Regions from separate parts of the Mus musculus genome. Here region 1 is linked to region 2. A link is a contact called in public HiChIP or PLAC-seq data. All regions are on one chromosome and are shown on one strand. The core of a region is the stretch at or near the end of the contact, and the rest is flanking DNA. Distances in the headings are between cores, read along the strand shown. Region 1 has its middle 12 kb from the start of Capn2. Region 2 has its middle 18 kb from the start of n-TSgct1.

Region 1 (7,895 bases), core at 1,640-4,139, 460 kb after region 2:
CTTTGCAGAGGGCCCAGGCTTGGTTCCCAGAATCCATCTACACCTCCAGTTCTGGGGATACCTCCTCTCATGTACCGAGCACGCATTAGTGCCTACACATACACACAGGCAAAATATTCACACACACAAAATAAAATGAACAAATAAAAAAAAATCCAAACCAAGCAGTCACCTAATTTTCTAGGCCCTACATTGCCTCTGCTCTCTGCTGTGTTTGCTTTATGACCATTGAGGCATGGTTCATACACTTCCTCTGCTTTCTGCTGTGGTCTCCCTGGGGTCAGGTATTATTTCCTTATTGTCACTGGCCTGCCTCAGTGATATAGCATAATTGCTGAGGTCTCATTTATTCTAGGGTTTTGATTCCAAACACTCCTCTGGTCCTGGGTCCTCATCAGGGGGTCCTTTGGTATCCATCCACCTGCCAGGGGGCGACTCAGTGAGCACACTAAGAATTTGTTTGACCGTGGCTCTAAGCCAGTGTCTTTATCTTCTTAGGCCTCAGTTTCTCTGTGTGAGAAAGAGGGACCATAGTGCTGACAAAGCACTCGGTAACTCTCAGGTGGATGACCGCTTACAGATAAAGCTCAGGTTGCTGATGCAGTTCAGAGGAAGGCTTGAGTTAACTCTGTGCAGACATAGCCCTGACTGGGCCATACTTGCCCAGGATGCTTCACAATGTGAAATCTGCATTGCAGAAACCAGGGTTGGGCAGAACTTTAGAGGTGTTCTAGTTGCAACTTGAGTCTGTAAAGCAGCCCAAGTCTCATGAGATGTCAGTGGGCAGTCTCTGTGTGTATGTGGATCTGAAAAAGTTTCATATTCAATTTGCCTCTTGATGATCCACAACACTCTTTATATATTAAGGATTCGGGTAAGTTCTATTATGCTTAATTTCATGTACCGATTTGTGTCCTCTAGGCACACACACACACACACACACACACACACACACACACACAAAGGTAGAGGTTATGGTTGTCAACTTAATATACCTGGATTGAAGAACTGTTTCCATAAGAATGGGCGAGTCATGTTCTTGATTGTTAATTGATGTAGGAGGGCAGGCCCAGTGTACTGTGAGCACTTGCCACCCCTAGGCAAGTGGCCTAGGTTGTATGAGACAGGGAACAGAGAGCCAGAGGGAGCAAGCTAGTAAGCAGTGTTCCTCAGCTTCTGCTTCAAGTTCCTGCCTGGAGTTCCTATCTTGGCTTCCCTCTGTGATGGACTGTAACCTCTATACCAAACAGACCCTCACACATCCTAGGTTGCTGTGGGTTATGATTTGTATCCTAGCAACAGAGAGCAAACTGGAACAGAGGTGCAAGAGAGCTGGGCATGTGATTTACATCTGTAATCTCAACACTTGGGAGGTTGGGCAGGGGGCATTGCTTCAAGTGTGTGGCCAGCCTGAGCTATAGAGTAAGACACTGCTCAGAAAACTGAACAAGAAAAGATGCAGGAGGCTTTGGGGTACCAACTGTGAGGATACAGAGAACAGGAGGTAGGGAAGCCTTCTGAGCCCAAGGAAGCTCTTACAAGAACAAGGAAGAGAGAGAAAAATACCACAGGGCAAAGGACACAATGTAGCTCTGAGGAAACTCAGCCCGAGACTCCAGAACAATGAAGGCTTGGTGAAGATCTGCCTGGGCTGCAATGGCTGGTCCAGAACCTCTGTGTGCTGTCACTGATGGAGCAGCGTGGGGAGTCCATGCCTCCTTCTCAAAGGCTTAGCACATGTTCGTTCATTCATTAGTTCAGCTCGGGAGCCCAGGGAGCCGTGTTCTGCCATCATTGCCATTGGCGTCTAGAGATTCGTTTGCTTCCTTAGGACCATGCAGCCAGAGAATTGTGGCTCTGGATTGTGAAGGCGGGCTGCAGCTGGGAACTCTGACCCTGGATGTAGGACGTGGATTTACGTCAGTCCAAGGGAGAAGCTAACGCCCTGAACTCAATGTCAACGCACTGCGGACTGCAGGACTGGTGTCACTAGTCACTTCTGTGACTTCCAGACACTCTGCTCCTCTCCCTTCCCCTCCCAGCAGACCTCTTCTCTTCCTCTGTCCTGGATAGACTGCCTTAAGTAGCCCTCCCCCTCTTTCCCTGTGCTGTGTCTTCTCGTAGGACCTTTTGCCTTTTCTGTCTCAAAAGCCGCAGGTGTTTTTACTTGCCATCAGGGGTCACTTGTGAATTCATCTAGGATTTGGGATAAAATAACCAGGATGCTTCCGCTGGTAGAGACTTCCACCCTTCCTGTCCCCTCCTCCTGTTCTTTCTTTCTCCCTCTCCCTTTCTCCTTCCTTTTCCCTTTATACACCCAAGGAGGTACGGACTTGGGGTTGTCCGTTCACTAAAACATTAGCTTGGTCTCTGAGGCACGGCTAGAGGAGGTTCCGTGGTGCCCCTTCATCCTCCCGTAGGATCTGAAGTCCTGGGGAGTCGTTCCTTGCACCCAGCCCTTCTAGAGAGGGAGCCTGTGAGCAACAGCGCTGCTCATCCGGGGCTGTTTGAGGCTCTGCCCATCAGCACTTAGGAGAGAAGAGGGAAACCCTGCCTGGGGCCAAAAAAGGGCATAATCTGCGGGGAACCTCAGAGCTGAGCCTGGGGCTGAGTCACACTCAGTTATGTGTCTCCACAGCTGCTGACTCAGAGCACAGGTTCCTTAGTTTTCACAAGAGAGGTTCTGAGGGGGCTGGAGGCAGGACCTTCCCGCTCATCTAGTCCACTATCTGTGGATGGGCAGCTGAAGGCTGGTGGTCCAGCCCTTTTAGGAGGGCTTGGTGTCAGCTGGGGATGGGGCTATCAGGCTCCCCTGAGACAGTTCACTGGGCCTCTGCTCTTTGGGCTGTGCCCAGTCTGAATGGACTGAGGGTGTGGTTGAAGTCCAGCCCTGAGCAGGTTCTGCAGGGAGGCCTCGGCCTCCTGACTCACGACCAAAAGGGAGTGCCTAGAGCAGACTCGGCACTAATTAAAATGCAAATCACACCAGGAGGGGAGCTTTCTGATTTCCCTCCTGAGGTGTGAGCCCATAAACCGGAAGGAATTCTGTTCAATGTTTAATTATTTTTATTTATGTATGGGGAGGGCTGCAAGTCTCTCTCACAGGGACCAGAGGAGGACAGAGGGTGTCTCCTTGTACCACTTTCTGCCTTGTTCCTCTTTTGTTGAACCTGGAACTCCCTCGCTTTTGTCAGCTAGCCAGCCACGCCCCAAAACCTAGCGATTCCCCAGTCTCCACCCACCTCAGTGCAGCGGTTACCGGTGCGTGCAGGACCACTCCCAGGTTTTAGGTGGGCCTTGGAGTCCGAACTGCGGTCCTCAGCTTGTACAGTAATCCTGCGCCATAAGCACTTAACAACCCAGCCACCTCTTCAGCCCCATTAGCTCTTTTTAAATGTCCCCTGGTGCCACAAATATCTGCCGGACTGTCCACTAGTCTGTGGGTTCCTCTGCTCTCTCCTTTTTCTTTTTTTGGAATTAACTATTTATTATTATGCATTAGTTGTACAAAACAATTGATAACATTGAGACATTCTCACATATTTACATAAAGGACTTTGATAACAGTGTCCCACTCCACCTCCACCTCTGCTTCTCTTGTGTCTTTTCCTCCCTGCTCCCCCACTTCTTGTCCCTTATTTTTCAACCTGGGTTCCTCCTGCTTTCTATCATCATCATCATCATTATTCTGGTTCTGAGGCTGAGTATAGTGGCACTTGTCTGTAATCTTGGCACTCCAGAGGAGAAACAGATCAGAAAAAAATGTGTGTGTGTGTGTGTGTGTGTGTGTGTGTGTGTGTGTGAGAGAGAGAGAGAGAGAGAGAGAGAGAGAGAGAGAGAGAGAGAGAGTTCACTCTTTGTGGCTGGGTAATACTCCACGGTGTAAAGGTAGCACATTTTCTTTGTTCACTCATCCTCTGAGGGACTGCCTCCCAGGCTGCCTCCCGACCTGGCTGCTGTGATTGGTGCATCATAAGCAAAGGGTGCAGCTCTCTATTGTAAGCTGACTTATATCCCTGGGTTTGATGCAGATAGATCTTATAATCGTTCTTTTTTTTTTCTTTTTTTGAGGGACTGCAACACATATTCTCGTAATTTACATTCCTTCAGCAGCCTATCATATCTTCTCTTGATGATACTCATTCTAATCACAGTGAGATGAATTCTGTGTAAATACCCTGATGGTTTAGGGTGCCAATGTGTTTGCATGTTTATTGTCTATTTCACTTCATCTCTGGGGACTGTCTATTCATTTAATTTGTCCACTTAATAATTGAATTTTGTATTTGTGTGTGTGTGTGTGTTCCTTATAGATTCTGGATATGAGTTCTCTATCAGATGTATAGGTGACAACTCTCTCCCATCCTGTAGGCTCTCTTCACTAAGTTAATTGGTTCCTTTGCTGTCCAGAAACCTTTTAAGTCGATTCAACCCCATTTGACAATTCTTGCTATTTCTTCCTGAGCTAGCAGAGTGAGTCCTTTTCAGAAAACTCTTGCTTGTACCTGACTCTTCAAGCATCCCTTGCCCCATGGTTTCAAGCTATTTTTATATTTTACATTAGGGTCTTTTTGGTATATTTTAAATTAATTTTTTTTTGTGCAGGGTGAGAGATAGTTTTATTATTCCACAGTAGATACCCAGTTTCTCCATTTGTGCAGGGACTATCATTTCTCCAACTTACACTCTTGCTACAATCATCAAAGATTAAGTGATTCTAGATTCCAATAGTTGACTGCCAGGATTAACCAGTGTAGCATCCCTTCATGATAAGACTCTTGAGGGAGCAGAAAGGACACAGTGTGACATAATAAAGGCAGTATGCATGGCAAATTCATAGCCAATATCATGTCAAAGAAGGAACAACTTATAAAATCAGAATGAGACAAAGTTTCCATTCTCTGCTCCTAAACCATCTTAACTAGAGTGGTAAGGCAGGAGAAAGGGATAAGAGATACACATTGAAAAGGAAGAAGACAAAGTATCAGTGTGTAGACAACAGAATACTTAAACATTATTTATACTCTCCATGGAAACACATTTCTGTGTGTACCTGTAAGGGTGTTTCCAGAAAGGTTTAACTGAGTACAGAGGTTCACCTTGAACATGAATGACACTATCCCATAGGCTGGTGTGCTAGGATGAATAAAGAGGAGAAAATTAGCTGAGTACCAGCATTTATCTCTCATTGCTTCTTGATTCCAGATGCAGTGTGACCTGCTGTGATGCCTCATGCTCTTGTTGCCATGACTTTCCAGTTGTGATGGACTGTATCCTTGAACTCTGAACCCAGACAAACCTGTTCCTCTTCGTTCCTCTTTAAGTTGCTTTTATCGGGGATTTGATCTCAACAGCAGAAGTAACCAATACAGACACTGAACGTCATCATGTAGTCCTTCTCTGCATACATTGGGATGGCCGTGCGATTTCTGCCCTTACCTGTGCTTTATTACATTTATTGATTTGTGTAGAATCATTCTTGCATCCTTGGAATGACTCTACCTTGGTCACAGTGTATGATCATCTTAATTGCTATTAAATACAAGTATTTTCTTGAGGATTTTTGTATTCTTGTTCAACAAAGGTGTTGGCCTGTAGTTTTCTTTTGCATTGTATTTTTATCTGATTTTGGCTTCAGGGTAATGCTGAGTTTGGTACTGTCTCTTCCTACTCTGTTTTATGGGATGAGAAACATTATTTATACTCTCCATGGAAACACATTTCTGTGTGTAAGGTACGTTGTAAGGTCTGAGGAATGTTGCCATTAGCACTTCTTTAAAAGCTTGGCAGAATTCTTCAGTGAATCCATTCAGTCTTGGGATTTTATTTCTTAGTAAACTCAGTCTTGTTGCTTGCTATGGATCTGTTTAAACTGTTCATAGTGTCTGGACTTAATTTTGGTATGTCAAATATGCCCAGAAATTGGTTGATTTCCTCTAGATTTCTCAGTTCATTTAAAAACTTATATGTAAGTTTCTAAAATCTTCCCTAGTGCCCTTTTGGATTTCGCTGGAGTCTGTTGCAATATTCACCCTTCACCTAATTTCATTAATTTGGATCTTTCTTTCTTTCTTTCTTTTTGGTTAGATTTGTTAACTACTTGACAATCAGGTTTATGTTGTCAAAAATCCTCAACTATTTATTTGTTATTTTAGTTTGTGGTTCATTAATTTTTGTTTTAACTTTGATCATTTCTTGTGGTCTACTGCTTTGGGGCTTGGCTTGTCATTGCTTCTCCAAAAATCTAGAGATGCAGCATGAACTTACTTGTAATTTCTCTGATTTTCTTAATATACGCACGGACAACTGTAATCTGTCCTCTTGGACTTACCTTAGCTATAAGCATTGACAGCTCTAAACTGTCCTCTTGGACTTGCCTTAGCAATATCCCCGAAGTTCTGGCAAGTTGTGTTTTCATTTTAATTTGGTTCTAGGAATTTAAAATAATTTCATGTTAATTTTTTAAAATTATACATTGTCCATTCCAGAGTATATTCTTCGGTCTCCAAGTGCTTGCATTTTTACTGTGGTTTCTTGTTCTATTTATTTCTAGTTTTATACAAGAAATTATAAGGTTCTTTCATATTTGTTAAAACTGATATTGTGCCCTTGAATGCCATCTACTTCAGAAAAGGTTTCATGTGCTGAGAGGAATGTGCATTCCGTATGCTTAATGGAATATTCTGTCGATGTCATTCAAGCCCATCTCATCTATGACATAGATTGGGTGGCCTATCCATACATGAAAATGGAGTAATTACTCAGGACCCATCTCATGTTTTATACCATTAAAGTGAAGCCTGGACTGTGTTGGAGGCTGCAGAATGTTGGTGATACTAGAACTGTGGGAGATCTGTCAGAGAGAGCAGCAGAGAGGGAATAGAACCAGCCCAAGAGAGGAGTGTGTTGTAGTCATCAAAGCTGGAAGGGGAGAGCCATCTGAGGCCTTTGACATCAGATATGGAGTTAGAAGATTTGAAGCTGGGTTTCAGGTTTACTTTGGTCAGTATTTCCTTGCTAAGCCCCTACACCTCCCATTCAGAATGGTAATGTACAATCTGTGACACTGTATGTTGGGAGTACAAGACTTGGTTTTGATTTTACATTAGATGACAATTAAGAGACTTTGGAGTTTTAAACTATGTTGAGACTGTGAAAGACTTTGGAGACTTTTGAATTTGAACTAAGATAGAGCCAAGGAGTGTAATGTTGTTCTTTGAATGAGAATGGACCCTATAAGGTTCATGGTTCATTGATTTGAATACTTGTTCCCTGTGTGGCACTCTTTGGGAAGGATTTTCTAATCCTTCCCAAAAGGTGTGGCCTTGGAGGAGGTGTGCCACTCGGGGTGGTTTCATAAACTCTTGCCATTCCTGGTTAGCTCTCTCTCTCTGCCTGCTGCTTTTGAAGAAGGATGTAAACTCTTATCTACTGCTTCAACACTGTGCCTGTCTGCTGCTATGCTTCCTGCCATGATGGCCATGGACTCTAACCCTTGGAACTGTAAGCCTCAATAAACTCTTTCTTCTATAAATTGCCTTGGGTATGGTATCTCTTCACAGCAATAAAAAAGTAACTAAGAAAAAATATAAGAAGGGGAAACACACACACACACACACACACACACACACACACACACACCAATAAGATAAACTCAAAATACTTTAAAAAGTATACATAATTAAACGTACAAAGAGGGAAATACAAATGGCATATTGCACGCCGTGCTGAGCTGAACCTGGGATGAGCCTGTCTGGTGTTTGTCAGAGCAATCTTAGCATCAGTAGCTCTGTTCTTTGTCCACATGGAGCTTCTCCTGGCTAGACACCCCTGGCTTTGTCATCTGTGGACCAAACAGGTTCTTCCACTTTTCCAGGACACCCCAGTTTGTATCC
Region 2 (7,773 bases), core at 871-3,370:
AGATAGGCATCAGATTCCCCAGGACTGGAATTATGGAAGGTTCAAAGCCATTCTGCAGGTGCTGTGAATTAACCCTGGGTCTTCCACAAGACCAGTGAGTGCTCATAACTGCTGAGCCATCTCTCCAGGCCCTGGCTTTACATTTTAACAGGGGATTATGATACTGAACGATAAATACGACGCACAGGTTAATTATATTCTGTGTTAGAAGATGCTAAGCGCTGTGGACAGAAGTACCATGCAGTACCTCACTGAGCAGGAAGTAGGAGGATTGGGTCTATCTATCTGTCTGATAGACAGGCTAGCTCTGATTTTGTGGAGTTGCTCCTTCAGGACTGAAGGCTATTCCTCCAGCTTATGAGTGGACAGCTCTAAGTGGTCGGCCCTTTGGGGGAAATTGCTCTAGCAATGGTTCTCAACCTTCACAATGCCGTGACCCTTTGATACAGTTCCTCATGTTGTAGTGACCACCCAACCATAAAACTATTTTCATTGCTACTTCATAACTATAACTTTGCTACTGTTGTGAATTGTAATGTAAATCTCTATGTTTCCTCATGGTCTTAAGTGATCCCTATGGAAGGGTGGTTTGACCCACAAGGGGGTCGCGACCCACAGGTTGAGAACCAATGACTTAGCTGAAGCCCATCATCTCATGTAAGATCACTTCAGCTTCTGGGAGAACTCATACTCAACCATGAGTCACTATGGGAGCTCAAAGGCTCAGTGCTAGCCCCAACCTGAGACAGCTCTGAAGAGTCACCCCCCACCCAGAGACTTCCACTGAGTATCACCAAAATGGCACTGTGGTCTAACCAACTTCGATGAAGTTCTATCTCCTTCCCTGCCTGTTCACTGGTATTGATCCAGAGAGCATTTCCTAGCAGACTACTGCACTAAATCAGCATTTGCTTCTCTGTGAACACAATGCTGGGTACCAGTGGGGCTCCAAGAATGCTGAGGCTAGGGTGGGACTTGGATTTAGGTCATCTACGGCCCAACTAGTCAGGAGGACCATCGATGGCAGGAAGCAAAGCTCTGACAGTCCCTAGCACAAGGTAGCAGCGAGATCCTTCAACTCTGGTCAATGGTGAACTGGAATAGTATTCTCATGGAAGGGAATGTACTAGAAGGTGTGATATATGAGATGTTTGAGATTGTGGAAGAAACAACACAAGCTTCTTGCATTTAGGAGGTATGGTAGGGATAACTCACACTGTGAAAAGTAATGAAGTATTGAAAAAGAAGAGTCGGCAATTAAGAACTTGGTGTCCAAGCCAAAAGACCTCCTTGGGAGCACATGAAAAGACTCTTATTTCTTGCATCTGGAAGAAAAAGGAAACTAGGGCTAGGTATAGACTTAGAGACTTAATCATCAGGGCAACAGAGGCTACATCTTACAGTAGACATGTCTGTCTTTTTCTCACCATGCCAGGAAGGATGGCAGAAATTCAGAGCATGCTAACCAAAAGTACCACAACTTTTTGAAAGAAGAAACGGGTTCTGTTGTGAGGAGCTGTCAAGGAGTGGCTCCCTCTGCTACAAGAGCATCCAGCATCAAGATGCCCATAGCAGCCATCGAAGGCACCTACACAGACAAGAAACACTCTTTACTGGCAAGGACTCCATCCAAGGGCAGATCCTTGGCTGGTGTGGAGAGGAAAGTAAAGGTGCTGTGGACTGTTGTCCTCCATGGATACCATCTCTGGTACATCCATAAGTATAGTCACTTTGAGAAGTGCCACAAGAGTGTGTCTGTGGACCTGTTCCCATTTTTCAGGACTGTGCAGATCAGTGACATCATCACCATGGGTGAGTGCAGGCCCCTGTAGGACAGTGCGCTTCAAGGTGTTCAAGGTCATGAAGGTCACTGGTACCAGGAAGTGGTTGGTTTCCAAAGCTCCGAGAGGATACTGGCTAACTCCACAGAACACAGGCCAACTTCCCAGAACTCGATGCAATTATTTTTCTAACTTACAGAGGTTAAAAAAAAAAAGTAGAAAGAACTATGCCAAGACCAGAGACCTGGTGGAGAAAGAATGGGCCTCTGTTGGAAACTGCAAGGGCCGGTTTATGTTTAGACAACATGGTGCTGATGTGGGTGTCGGGTATGAATCGGCTTAAATGTAGCTGACACTGGACATGGGGGAGTGGACGATGACTCAGCACAAAATCGCCGACAGTGGATGCCTGGGGAACCCCAAAATAAACAGTGGATGACACTTTCTGTATAAACGTCCTTGAGGTTGGAGGCCTTGAGCCCTTTGTGTCTGTCTTTGCCAGCCTGCCTGTATTGTTTGTCTGTAGGCCTCTGTGTGTACATCTGCGTGGCCTGTGTGCTGGCCTGTGTGTGTGCCCGTGCCTGACTGTGCACAGTCTGCATGAGTCAGCATGCACGGACGTGTGTAGCTGTACCTGCCTACCTAGCCATCCATTCGCCGGATAAAGATGTGTTAGCTGACTGTGCCCCTCGCAGTCTCCTCAGCCTTCTATCCTCCTAGGGTCCGCTTCCTTTCCTGGCATCTGAGCATGGACCTCACAGCCTCCGATAGATGGCTCATGAGTGTTTCAGTGGATTTACCTAAAGATCCTGTATCCCTAGATTATTTTGAGCCTGTGGAAACTACCTACCTCTCTCTGGTAAGAACCAGTACTCTCCTCTTGCTTAAAGATGACCCCACTACATGACTCTGTGTACTTTTACAGAATAATCATAACCATGAGACCAATATCTTGGGCAAAGTAACAACATACCCAACTAGAGGCAAGTCAGGGCCTGACGAGGGAGCAAAGGACACCCGTGGGCTGGGGAGCAGCAGAGCTTATCACTACATACCTGGAGCTGTTGGGAGAGCACACACAGGACAACGGTCTGAAGACCTGGGATCAACAGGAACCGGGGGCAGAAATGGGAAAGGGATGAAGTGCTGTCCACTGTGACCCATCTCAGGACAGCAGCAGTACTCGCTAAGAAGGTTCTTGGAAGCCTGAAGAAATGTATGGTCCACAGCAGAGGTAGAAATGCCAGATTTCCCATGCCAGACAATGGAAGAAGAGACTAAAAGCTCGGATACGTGGGTCAGTTAGAATCACTGGAGGATATCCCAGGCAATAAGAGATGCTGATGAGGGTGGGAGGGAGAAGGTACCAGCATCACCTAAAGTCCATAGGCAGGGCTATAAGTGGAGATGCCACCACTGGACAAGGTTCACAGATAACAATGGGATGTGATAGGGACCAGAAACAAAAGGGAACAGCTGAGATACTAAACTCTCAGAAACCAGGTGGATGCAATTATCATAATGAGCGGCGAGGATGAAGAGGCAAGGCAGCCAGGGGACCCTGACTCTCAGAGAGTTGTGTGCAGCTAACAGAATATGGATGGGATAATTGGGCAAAGAGGTTCTGCTCCGTCAGGATAAGGAAATGGAATCCAGAATAGACGCTCAGGAAGCCAAGAGCTGACATCACAATGAGCAGTTAATCTCTCCTCCAACGTTAAGCTCTGCCAGGTTTCGTAACATGAACTAGTTGTCAGACCTAGAGCCTGTGGATAAAGAGGTCTGGTCCCCATCAGAAAGTACCCACTGACACCATGGGGATGGCAGGGTAGAGTTCCCAAGTCATCCCTAAAGGAAACTATGGCCCTTTGTTTGCTAATGAGAGAGAGAGAGAAAGAGAGAGAGAGAGAGAGAGACTCAGGACTCTTGGATGTGGGGATCTTTGCTGAAACCCAAGACTAAAATCATCATCATGAGACCCTTTCCAAAGTGGGTGCACATGGGTACCAGTTAGATCTGGCCCACAGTTACTCACTCTGTCTCTGAACTCAGCATGTAATCATTTCCCCAACGTTAAATAGATAATTAAAATGGATATGGGCCCAGTGAGATGGTTCAGAGGATAAAGGCATTTGCCACCAATATGGACAGCCTGGGTTCCATTCCAGGATTGGGTGGTGAAAGGGGGAGACCAAATCCCACAGTTACCATCTGACCTCCACACATGCCCCATGGCATATGCACATCAGCGCGTGAGTGTGAGCACGAACGCAGAACGCACGTGTGCACACACACGCACACAGACCCTCGAGCGCACACACACACACCCCAGCTATGCCTAGCTTTCTTAGCTATGATGATGTGAAGGCCAGGTAGAAGAGTCCAAAGCACTCCTTCCCACAGGTGCCAAGGTAGCAAATCAAAAGTTGCGGTGCACTACCGGGAAGGACGGCAATTCATAACATGTAATTATACGAAGTAATTGAGAAAGGCCTCTGGGGTGCAGGTTGGTGGTCCTCATCATATCTCTATTTAATCATCAATCTGAACCCTTCACAAGTCAGACCCAGAGGACGATAACGGAGTACCGTGGTCAGACAAGAAGTAGCACCACAAAAGCGGCTGTGCCCGGTGTGCCACCTCTGCTGCAGCAAACACAGATACCCTCAGGAGTGAGCACGTGACCTCCTGAGCTGATAGTGCGTGCTCCTCCATCAGAACAGCTGATCCACTGGGGACTCAGCATCAGACATTTACGATCTTGGCCCGGGCTGATGTTAATGCTCTTTCTCTTGGCATGATATAGCCCCAAGAGACTTGGGCTGGCTGGATCCTGATGACATCATGCTCATCGGACCATCTGAACAAGAAGAGACTAGTGATTTTGAGGCTTTTGGAATGCATGCATTCTGGAGAGTGGAAAAAAAAATTCCCCATGAGGAATTAGAGGTTAGGGGTGGAGGAGGGAGGCTCAGCCATAAAGAGCACACGCTGCTCTCACAGAGGGCCTGAGTTCAGTCCCTGTCACCCGTGTCAGCTGTCTCACAACTGCACTTACCTGAACACAGCCACATAATTAACAATAAATCAGTCTTTGGGGCCAGGGAAATGGCTCAGTGGCTAGAGTACTGGCTGCTCTGGCAGAGGACCTGGGTTTGGTCCCCAGCACCCACATGGTGGCTCACAACCATCTGTAACTCCAGTTAGTGGGAATGCACAAGGCACACAATCATGCATGAAGGTAAAACACCCATACACATCAAATAAAAACAAATCTTGGGGCTGGTGAGATGGCTCAGTGGGTAAGAGCACCCGACTGCTCTTCCGAAGGTCCAGAGTTCAAATCCCAGAAACCACATGGTGGCTCACAACCATCCGTAAGGAGATCTGACTCCCTCTTCTGGAGTGTCTGAAGACAGCTACAATGTACTTACATATAATAAATAAATAAATCTTAAAAAAAAAACAAACAAATCTTTAAAAAGCATCAGAGATCTGCCACATCTGTCGCACCTTATGGGATTCAAAGGTCTAGGACACATGGTGATGATTCTCTAAACTGAAAGACACAGTATTGGATCTTGCAGTTATTGTCCCAGAGAAGGAAGCCCAACACCTAGCTTGCCCCTTAGCTTTCTAGAGACAGCATATTCCAGACCTGGGGCTATCAGTCTGTGCAAGGTAACTTGAAATCCTGCCAGCACACAATAGGACCAGGTGCAGTAAAAAGGTTCTGCCACATAGCTAGGCTACAGGGCAAACATCTCTGATGCCTGGGCCGTATGATCTGGTGATCTGTATGTATGGCAGTAGAGACATCAGTTTGGAAAAGATACCATGTAGGATTTATGACAGTTTCCAAAGAGAGAATCACAGTGCAGAGTCCTAGCATTCCAAAGCGAGGCCATGGCAGTTGTGCAACTAAAGATCTTTCTAGAAAATCTCAGGGTGCTATTGGAGCCTGATAGAGACAGAGCATGTAACCCTTGGGCAAGCAACCCACCAGGCGGAACGGCTCACCATCCACTGTAGGATGGAAGTAGCTCCTCCAGGATCAACCACAGACCAGGATGAAGGACACCAGAGACCTGCATGGTCCACTGTACCACCAAGCATCATCTCTGCCCCGGGCTCTTCCCTAGCTTCCACGAATGGCTCCTTGCAAACCCCTGGATAATTGGGTTTTTCCCTGAATGTAGATTTGGTTCTTAGATAGCTTAATGAGTGAGTACAGACTAAAAATGGGTTGCTGCTCTACTACGATGCCCTTCAAGGCAACTTAGAAAGATGATGGCGAGTCACAGGTCCCATTGGTGTGCACTCAGACTTTTAGGCGGAGAAAACTTGTCTTCCAACTAGTGTTGGTGGGAAAAGTGGCTTTGGCTTATTTTTCAGTGCTGAATGTTTTGATCAGCAACTGCCTTGAAAAGAGAACAGTTTTGGAGAACAAGGCGAAATGTATGGCAGAGGTCCTTGGATGGACATATGGGCGCAGGAATGCAATGCAAAGGTCATGGTGGCTTTTAACACCCACAAGATAGCACCAACCGCCGGGCGTGGTGGCACACGCCTTTAATCCCAGCACTCAGGAGGCAGAGGCAGGCGGATTTCTGAGTTCGAGGCCAGCCTGGTCTACAAAGTGAGCTCCAGGACAGCCAGAGCTACACAGAAAAACCCTGTCTCGAAAAACCAAAAAAAAAAAAAAAAAAAAAAAAAAATAGCACCAGCTTGCAAATACGGTTCAGCCAGAGTCACCAAGAGCACCTCTGACACTGGCTGCTTCACTGCTGGCCATGGGAGCACCTCTCCGATGTCAGGAGAGATGGAGGCTGTGCATGGGCTGGCACGGTGGGTTCCCACTCACCGAGGCTGACCTTGCCATGGCTGCTACATGGCACAGAGGCTAACACTGAGTGCCTCCTCTAGCACCATGCCTTGAGAAGACCAACCAGACACCCCTCTAAGGGACAGGAGACAGTCATTCTGGGGGTGACTTTAGCTTTATTCCATATAGGTCTCAAAACTATCTAATGATTAGAGTGTTCCACTCACCAGCAGCGGATCCCATAAAATGGGATGTGCCTCCTCCTCCTCCTCCTCCTCCTCCTTCTTCTTCTTCTTCTTCTTCTTTTTTCTTTAAAGATTTATTTATTTATTATATGTAAGTACACTGTAGTGGTCTTCAGACACTCTGGAAGAGGGTGTCAGATCTCATTATGGATGGTTGTGAACCACAAGGTGGTTGCTGAGATTTGCACTCAGGACCTTCAGAAGAGCAGTCGGTGCTCTTAACCGCTGAGCCATCTCACCAGCCCCAACCCCCACTTTTTTTTTTTTTTTTTTTTTTTACTTTTTAGACAGGGTCTCTTTATTTATTCCTTTCTGTCCTGGAACTCTCTTATGAAGACCACGCTGGCCTAGAACTCACAGAGATCCTCCTGCCTCTACTGTTAATAAAGACATGTACTACCATGCCCAGCAACTTTTGTAACTAACGACAAGTCAGGGAGGAAATGGTTTACTTGTGTTTGTACCTCCCAACAACAGTTCATTAGGGCAGGAACTTGAGCAGGAGCAGAGGCAGGAGCCACCGAGGAAAGCTGCTCACTGCCTTGTTCTTCATGGCTTGCTCAGTGTGCTCTGTTTGTTTTAGTTTTGTTTTGTTTTCAGTTTTGAGACAGCACCTCACTATGGACCTCTGGCTGGCCTGGAACTCAGTGTGTAGACCAGACTTGCCTGGAACTCACAAAGATCCACTTGCTCCTGCCTCCCCTGTGCTGGGATTAAAGGTGTGTGCCACCACATCTGGCACAGCTTTCTTTCTTAAATACAGCCCAAGCCACCTTCCCAGGATTGGCACTGCACACAGTAGGTTGGGCCCTTCCACATCAACCATTAATCAAAAATATGACCCTGATTGGAGGTACTGTCTCTATTAAAGTTTCCTCCTTCTAGATGATTCTGGCTAGTAGGGTCCAGTTCACAAACAAAC

The links. HiChIP or PLAC-seq counts read pairs in DNA pulled down with a chosen protein or histone mark.
Region 1: a contact with region 2 is called in an HNF4G HiChIP or PLAC-seq map of pancreatic cancer cells. The contact joins two enhancer-like sites. A contact is called at or near these places in 4 of 39 promoter capture datasets (the C10 cell line, hippocampal neurons, liver and 1 more) and 1 of 115 datasets of contacts at active chromatin or transcription factors (pancreatic cancer cells).

What each region holds. Positions count from the first base shown.
Region 1 is chr1:182,525,537-182,533,431 of GRCm38.p6, forward strand. No RefSeq gene overlaps it. Among named protein-coding and RNA genes, the nearest start is that of Capn2, 12 kb to the left of the region's middle. Within about 2 kb of position 2,890, at least 239 of the 459 cell types and tissues checked have an H3K27ac peak or open chromatin away from gene starts, as enhancers often do. A contact at or near this core is called in pancreatic cancer cells, where this site is marked.
Region 2 is chr1:182,069,936-182,077,708 of GRCm38.p6, forward strand. No RefSeq gene overlaps it. Among named protein-coding and RNA genes, the nearest start is that of n-TSgct1, 18 kb to the left of the region's middle. Within about 2 kb of position 2,121, at least 22 of the 459 cell types and tissues checked have an H3K27ac peak or open chromatin away from gene starts, as enhancers often do. A contact at or near this core is called in pancreatic cancer cells, where this site is marked.